Linked DNA regions of Bombyx mori: region 1 is linked to region 2. A link is a contact called in public Hi-C data. All regions are on one chromosome and are shown on one strand. The core of a region is the stretch at or near the end of the contact, and the rest is flanking DNA. Distances in the headings are between cores, read along the strand shown. Region 1 holds the start of SGF1 (silk gland factor-1). Region 2 has its middle 28 kb from the start of LOC134201424.

Region 1 (3,280 bases), core at 487-2,986, 130 kb before region 2:
AAATACGTACTCAACAATTGTTCACGATTGACTTCCACGGTGAAGGAATAACATCGTGTAATAAAAATCAAACTCGCAAATTTATAATTTGTGTAATTACTGGTGGTAGGACCTCTTGTGAGTCCGCACGGGTAGGTACCACCACCCTGCCTATTTCTGCCGTGAAGCAGTAATGCGTTTCGGTTTGAAGGGTGGAGCAGCTGTTGTAACTATACTTGAGACTTTACAACTTATATCTCAAGATGGGTGGCGCATTTACGTTGAAGATGTCTTTGGGCTCCAGTAGCCACTTAACATCAGGTGGGCTGTGAGCTCATCCACTCATCTAAGCAATAAAAAAAAAAGAGTAGCTCATCTGTTAAGCTGAACTTGAAAATGCATAAATGCACCTCGCTTATTTCTGCCGTGAAGCTGTAATGCTTTCGGTTTGAAGGGTGAAACAGCCGTTGTAACTAAACTGAGACCTAAGAACTTATATCTCAAGATGGGTGGTGCATTTACGTTATAGATGTATATGGGCTTCAGTAACCACTTAACACCAGGTGGGCTGTGAGCTTGTCCACCCATTTAAGCAAAAAAAAATAAAGTCCGAAGAGTTACAATGGTGTAATAGCAATTTTTTTTTCCTGCAAAATCGATGTGGTTTTGCTGCTATTATAAAAAAATATATGATTAAACTACTCAATGATAAGATTTAGCTTTTAGTTCAAGTTTACAATTGATTAGTTTAGATTTTACAATTTATATAACTTTGCAAGTCGCACAGCAATCATTGTTCGATGGCTTTCACGTTATACTTTACAATTCTAATTTAAAAAAACTGACTAAAGGAGCCATTTTTGACTAAAGGAGTCTTTAGATTTTTCTGTTCGCTATTATGTATCTTTTTTTTTATTGCTTAGATGGGTGGACGAGCTCACAGCCCACCTGGTGTTAAGTGGTTACTGGAGCCAATGGACATCTACAACGTAAATGCGCCACCCACCTTGAGATATAAGTTCTAAAGTCTCAGTATAGCTACAACGGCTGCCTCACCCTTCAAACCGAAACGCATCACGGCAGAAATAAGCAGGGTAGTGGTACCGGCCCGTGCGGACTCACAAGAGGTCCTACCACCAGTAAGAACAGTCTTCTTACAGAAACATAACGATGGATGAAACTATTCTATCGGCTCACAGAGTCCACTGTTGGACATAAGCTTTCCCTAGGCCGTGCCATAAAGATCGGTCCTGCGCTGCCTGTATCCAACGGATCGCCCGCGAACCTCAAAACTCAAGGTACTCAAAATACTAATTCCGTACAAAATTACGTAAAAGTTAATTAATTAGTTATGACACGACGCCTACAATCCCACCGAAGCGAAACTCACACAAAGACATCATGTACTCTTCCAGCAGAGTTCTCAGCTCCGAACACAGTCGTAGTGTCTTAGAGATATTCGGTAACTCGACAAGAATGCATAAACTTAATGCCGCACACAAGCACACATTCCTGGTAAAGCACTTATGATAATTCCATGTTTTTATCGTTTGGAACTGCGGTATTATTAGCAGCGGAGAGCGTCGCGCGCGAAGCTGTGCCTGCGGGGCGGGGGTGGGGCGCGGGGTGGGATGCGCGCGTCGCGGGGCGGGGCCCTCGGCGCTCCGCCCCTCGCCGCACCAATCCTCGACACGGTGGAGGGGATCCCGGGCCCCTAGCTTCTATTTACTCTTTCAATCAGTGCGAGTGTTTGCCCCTGGCCGGCGTGCACGCGCGGGTGATGCGCTAGCCATGATCTCGCAGAAGCTTTCGTACGGCGACGTGCCGACGTCGGCGTCGCTGTCCTCGCTGTCGCCGGGCCTCGCGCCGCCCTACGTTAACGGTATGGGCTGCATGCCGGCGCAGCCCTATCCGAATCTATACTCCAACAACATGGTCGCGGGCGGCTCGTGTATGGGCTCCCCGAGTGTCGGCTACTCGCCGCCCAGCACCATGGCCTCCTGCATGGGCGGCGCCGGCGCCGTGCCCTACGGCTCCTTGCCGCGAGAGCAGGAGGCCGCCTCACCCACCTCAGCGCTGCAGCGGGCCCGCAACGACAAGACGTACCGCCGCTCCTACACGCACGCGAAGCCGCCGTACTCCTACATATCGCTCATCACGATGGCTATCCAGAATAATCCTTCACGCATGCTGACGCTCTCCGAAATCTACCAGTTCATCATGGATCTGTTCCCTTTCTACAGACAAAACCAGCAGCGCTGGCAGAACTCGATCCGACATTCGCTGTCCTTCAACGACTGCTTTGTGAAAGTGCCGCGCACGCCGGACAAGCCCGGAAAAGGTTCCTTTTGGACGCTACATCCTGACAGCGGGAACATGTTCGAAAACGGTTGTTTCTTGCGACGTCAGAAACGATTCAAGGACGAGAAGAAAGAGACATTGAGACAGGCCCAGAAGGCGCAGCAGACGCACGGACACCACGGGGGCTCACACGACAAGCGCGGCGAGCACGGGCACGACAAGAGCGCGCCGCCCGGGCCCGGCGAGGACAAGGAGATGCGTGACGAGCTCCTGGCCCAGCTGCACGCCGCGCCCGAGCTCTGTCTGCCGGAGCACACGCCGCTCGCCCTCGAGCACTACGCGCAGCTCAAGCAGGAGCCGAGCGGGTACGCGCCGGCGCAGCACCCGTTCAGCATCACCCGCCTGCTGCCCGGCGCCGACACCAAGGCGGATCTCAAGATGTACGACGTGAACTATGGATACGGGCACTCGCCGGCGGATAACTACTACCAGTCGCCGCTGTACCACCATCACCACGCGCACGCGCAGCCGCCCTTGTGACAATACCCCCTGGCGTAGGCCGTCCGCCGCGCGCCCTCGTGGTGCGTGCCGCAGGACGAGTCCGCCGCGCCATAGCCCAGCCGCCGCCGCAGCCGCCGCCGGGCCGCACAACCCGACAATCTCATCAATGATATTGGACTCCAAGTGAGCGTTACGTGTTCTGGTGATATTACCTACGGAGCGGTCGCGCTCGCCCGAGGACCCTGTATATTTGTGTATATATTTGAGTTAACGAAGAGTCCGTCGTTGTGTGCATTTCATTCCTAGATAGATGTTTAGTGCACGCGGAAGGCTGAGGGCGAGCGCCGACCCGCGATTCTAGGCCTAAATCTTATGTCGAACTTTCGAGAAAGTGTCCTTTATAGTCATTATATTCGACTCTAATTTGTACACTCCGACTTTTAGGACTTTTAAAACATGCCGGCAGTTAGTTCTCATGTAGTAACGGACGCGTGTAACA
Region 2 (3,053 bases), core at 401-2,900:
GAGAGAACACACGGTTCAATGAAGACATACTAAAAAAACATATAAAACTTTTTAAAAATGAGGTGCTAAGAAAATACGGATTTTTATCTTTACAGCAATTACAACAAATACTACTTGGTGCTGTCAACTTCCCGAGTGAAATTCTCATTTCATCTAGGTATCAAAATACTCTGTATTTTTTATAGAACAATATCGTTAATATCATTTTACCGGGAATTTATAAAATATCTAATTCACAAAACAATTTAAACGTTTCCGGAACTCTCCGAATCACTTAACAGATTACACTTTAAAACAATCGTATCAATATTCCAGGAGGTTCGATAATTCGTAATAACTTTTTAATCTTCATTAACGTTCCGTTTCACGTTGCTCGTCGAACCGGATGTAATCCGTTTGGCGGTAAGTTAAAAAACGTTTAAAAGAGACGTCGGGGCGCGGGGGGAGACCAATTGAATTATTAATGCAGCCTCCACAAACGGCGAGGGTACATATTTACTCGTCTCGTAAATAGATGCGCACACAACCAACACGCGTTTTCTGTGCAGTATACGTACTGATATTAATGCAGATAAATATTATTAGATGATAATATATACATTATAACGCGTCGTGTTTATTTCGACAGTATATAGGTTATATTGATTTAAAAAAAACAAAGTTTACATTTTTTTGCAAATTCTTTTTTCAAACGTTCCGTATAATATTCGCGGACAAATTTGTATTTAGAATTAATTTCAAATATTTGCCTTCCAATATAAAGCATTAAAACAATATATCTGTTAAACTTCTGACAGTTTTCGTTTACAAACACATTTTTAATAATTTATTTCAACAAATAGTATCTAAATAATTGCATTATACTACATTCGCGTTCTTGTACACAATACGCGAAGGCCCGTAGTTTTCCCGAAGCTGCGCGCGCTACATTTGGATGTGTATGTGTGTATTTATGTCTAGGGTTGGCCTTTTGGGATGGGTCTCAGATCTATTGAATCTCTCTGCCTTTAGAAGGCAAGTCTTAGAAGCGACGTCACGATGTATTTGCAGAGTTGTGCAATTAACAGATCTTTATGAATATTCAATCGGTTTTTATGTTCATTTAAGGTTTGGTACGTGAAAGCATGTTAATTATCATAGTCTCTTTTATATCGGAATTTCATTCGGAAATCTATTTCGATATTGAATCGATTTTTTTTTTGTTTTTCTCCTTAATAACGTTACTAAACTTTTAAGATATTTATGACTACTCCAAAAAGCAACTTTTTCAGAAAAAATTAATTCTAACAATCAACTGTGACGATGCAATTTTGGGAGGATACAATTATTAAATTGTACGTAATCTATTTTTGGTTTAGACTCGACAAGAAACTGTAATAGTATATGTACAAAGCGTTTCATGTTCCGAGCGACACATCACGGAAAACCGTATCAGAAAGAGACGACATTGCGTTTAAAGAGACAGCAACATCGAGAGCGAGTGAAGCTTACATTTCCGAAACGTCTTAACATCGCGAATGTAGCTCGAAGGATTCCAGTACTTCCATCTTTCGCTCAAGAGATCATTATCGTTTGTCAGCTAATGTGCGTGTTGTATTAAAATAGAAGAGTACGGACGACAAATATTGATTCTGAGAAGGGTGTGTAATGAGGGCTGCGCGAGGGAGGCACATAATTTGGACTAATTCCTGTTGTGTTGACACAGGCTTGTCTGGTCGTTTGAGGATCTTGGTTACGCAACTTTTGCCTTCGGATGATTCGCAAAACGTTCTATACAATATATTATAAAACTTTCATTTGCCATTTTATGAACATCGTATTTGATTATAGCATTATAGCTCTGAAATAAAGGGGAATTGGAATTGGCCAAAAATAGAGAATCTTGGCGATCTTCAGAGGAGGCCTTTGTCGAGAGACAAGCTGTTTTGAAAACCACACCGAGCACCGAACGGAATACTTAATTATAAGTTGGATTTATATTTAAGTTATTATTAAGTAATTTTTTTTTATTGCCTAGATGGGTGGGCGATCTCACAGCCCACCTGGTATTTGTAGGCAGCGGCTTGGCTCTGCCCCTGGCATTGCTGAAGTCCATGGGCGACGGTAACCACTCACCATCAGGTGGGCCGTATGCTCGTCTGCCTACAAGGGCAATAAAAAAAAAATTGGTCACTGGAGCCCATAGACATCTACGACGTAAATGCGCCACCCACCTTGAGATATAAGTTCTAAGGTCTCAAGTATAGTTACAACAACAGTTACAACAAGTTAGTAACGATTAAGTAAAGCAGCAATAAAAGCTTACTTTATTTTTATTTATTTATTTATAGCATGATGAATTTAACATTGTTGTCATTGCGAAAAAATCTTGATACTATTTTTTTTCGTATTGCCTTTATAGGCAGATGAGTATAGGACCCATCTGACGGTGAGTACTCATCGTTGCTCATGCCAAGTCGCTACTTCTGAAGGCTCTCAGCAAACCTCGTTTGAGAAAGGATATTATATCGTAGTGCTCTCTGCTACAGTTGGAGTTCATTCCAAAGCCGGATGGTACGCGCCAAAAAAGATCACTGGGAACGCACTGCGACTCAAATCCAATCCAAATTTCAATCTTTTCATTTGCTGACTATTGTGTTACAACCGCAAAGTCGTCGCACAGATATACATCAGCTTCTTCGTATATATCGTCAGGGAAGAGGACGTTCAATTCTTCTTCACAATAATAATAATCATTTCCCTTGGATCTCTGGCCCACTGAGTTTCTCGCCGGATCTTCTCAGTAGATCGCGTTTCGGATCCGGTGGAAGAATTTGCGAAGCACTGCTCTTGCTAGGGCTAGTGTTAGCAAACTCGTCAGATCAGAGCCCCGTGAGCTCATCTAGTTGCTCGACGAAAATGGCATAACCCGTCGAGTTTGCCAGCATAGGTACGGAAAAAATAATAACACTTCCAAATAGCATACGATGATAAAAATAAATGAAGGGATAACCTCAAACAATTCAACCAAACACCATTCTAGTACATAGCACTATACTAGTAAAATTGTAAAG

What was found. A called contact is a pair of places that touch in the nucleus more often than the background predicts.
Region 1: a contact with region 2 is called in a Hi-C map of posterior silk gland, with 3 times the contacts expected there. The contact joins the promoter of SGF1 here to the enhancer-like site in region 2. A contact is called at or near these places in 3 of 7 Hi-C or Micro-C datasets (middle silk gland, posterior silk gland and whole pupa).

Annotation. Positions count from the first base shown.
Region 1 is chr25:11,283,249-11,286,528 of ASM3026992v2, reverse strand. SGF1 (silk gland factor-1) reads left to right here and starts at 1,736. Exons shown (of 1, transcript NM_001043864.1): 1 at 1,736-3,280. The coding sequence starts at 1,771. The coding sequence ends at 2,820. LOC134201420 (a long non-coding RNA gene) reads right to left here and starts at 1,579. Exons shown (of 2, transcript XR_009976705.1): 1 at 1,370-1,579.
Region 2 is chr25:11,156,723-11,159,775 of ASM3026992v2, reverse strand. No RefSeq gene overlaps it. Among protein-coding and RNA genes, the nearest start is that of LOC134201424, 28 kb to the left of the region's middle. Within about 2 kb of position 1,650, at least 3 of the 8 cell types and tissues checked have open chromatin away from gene starts, as enhancers often do.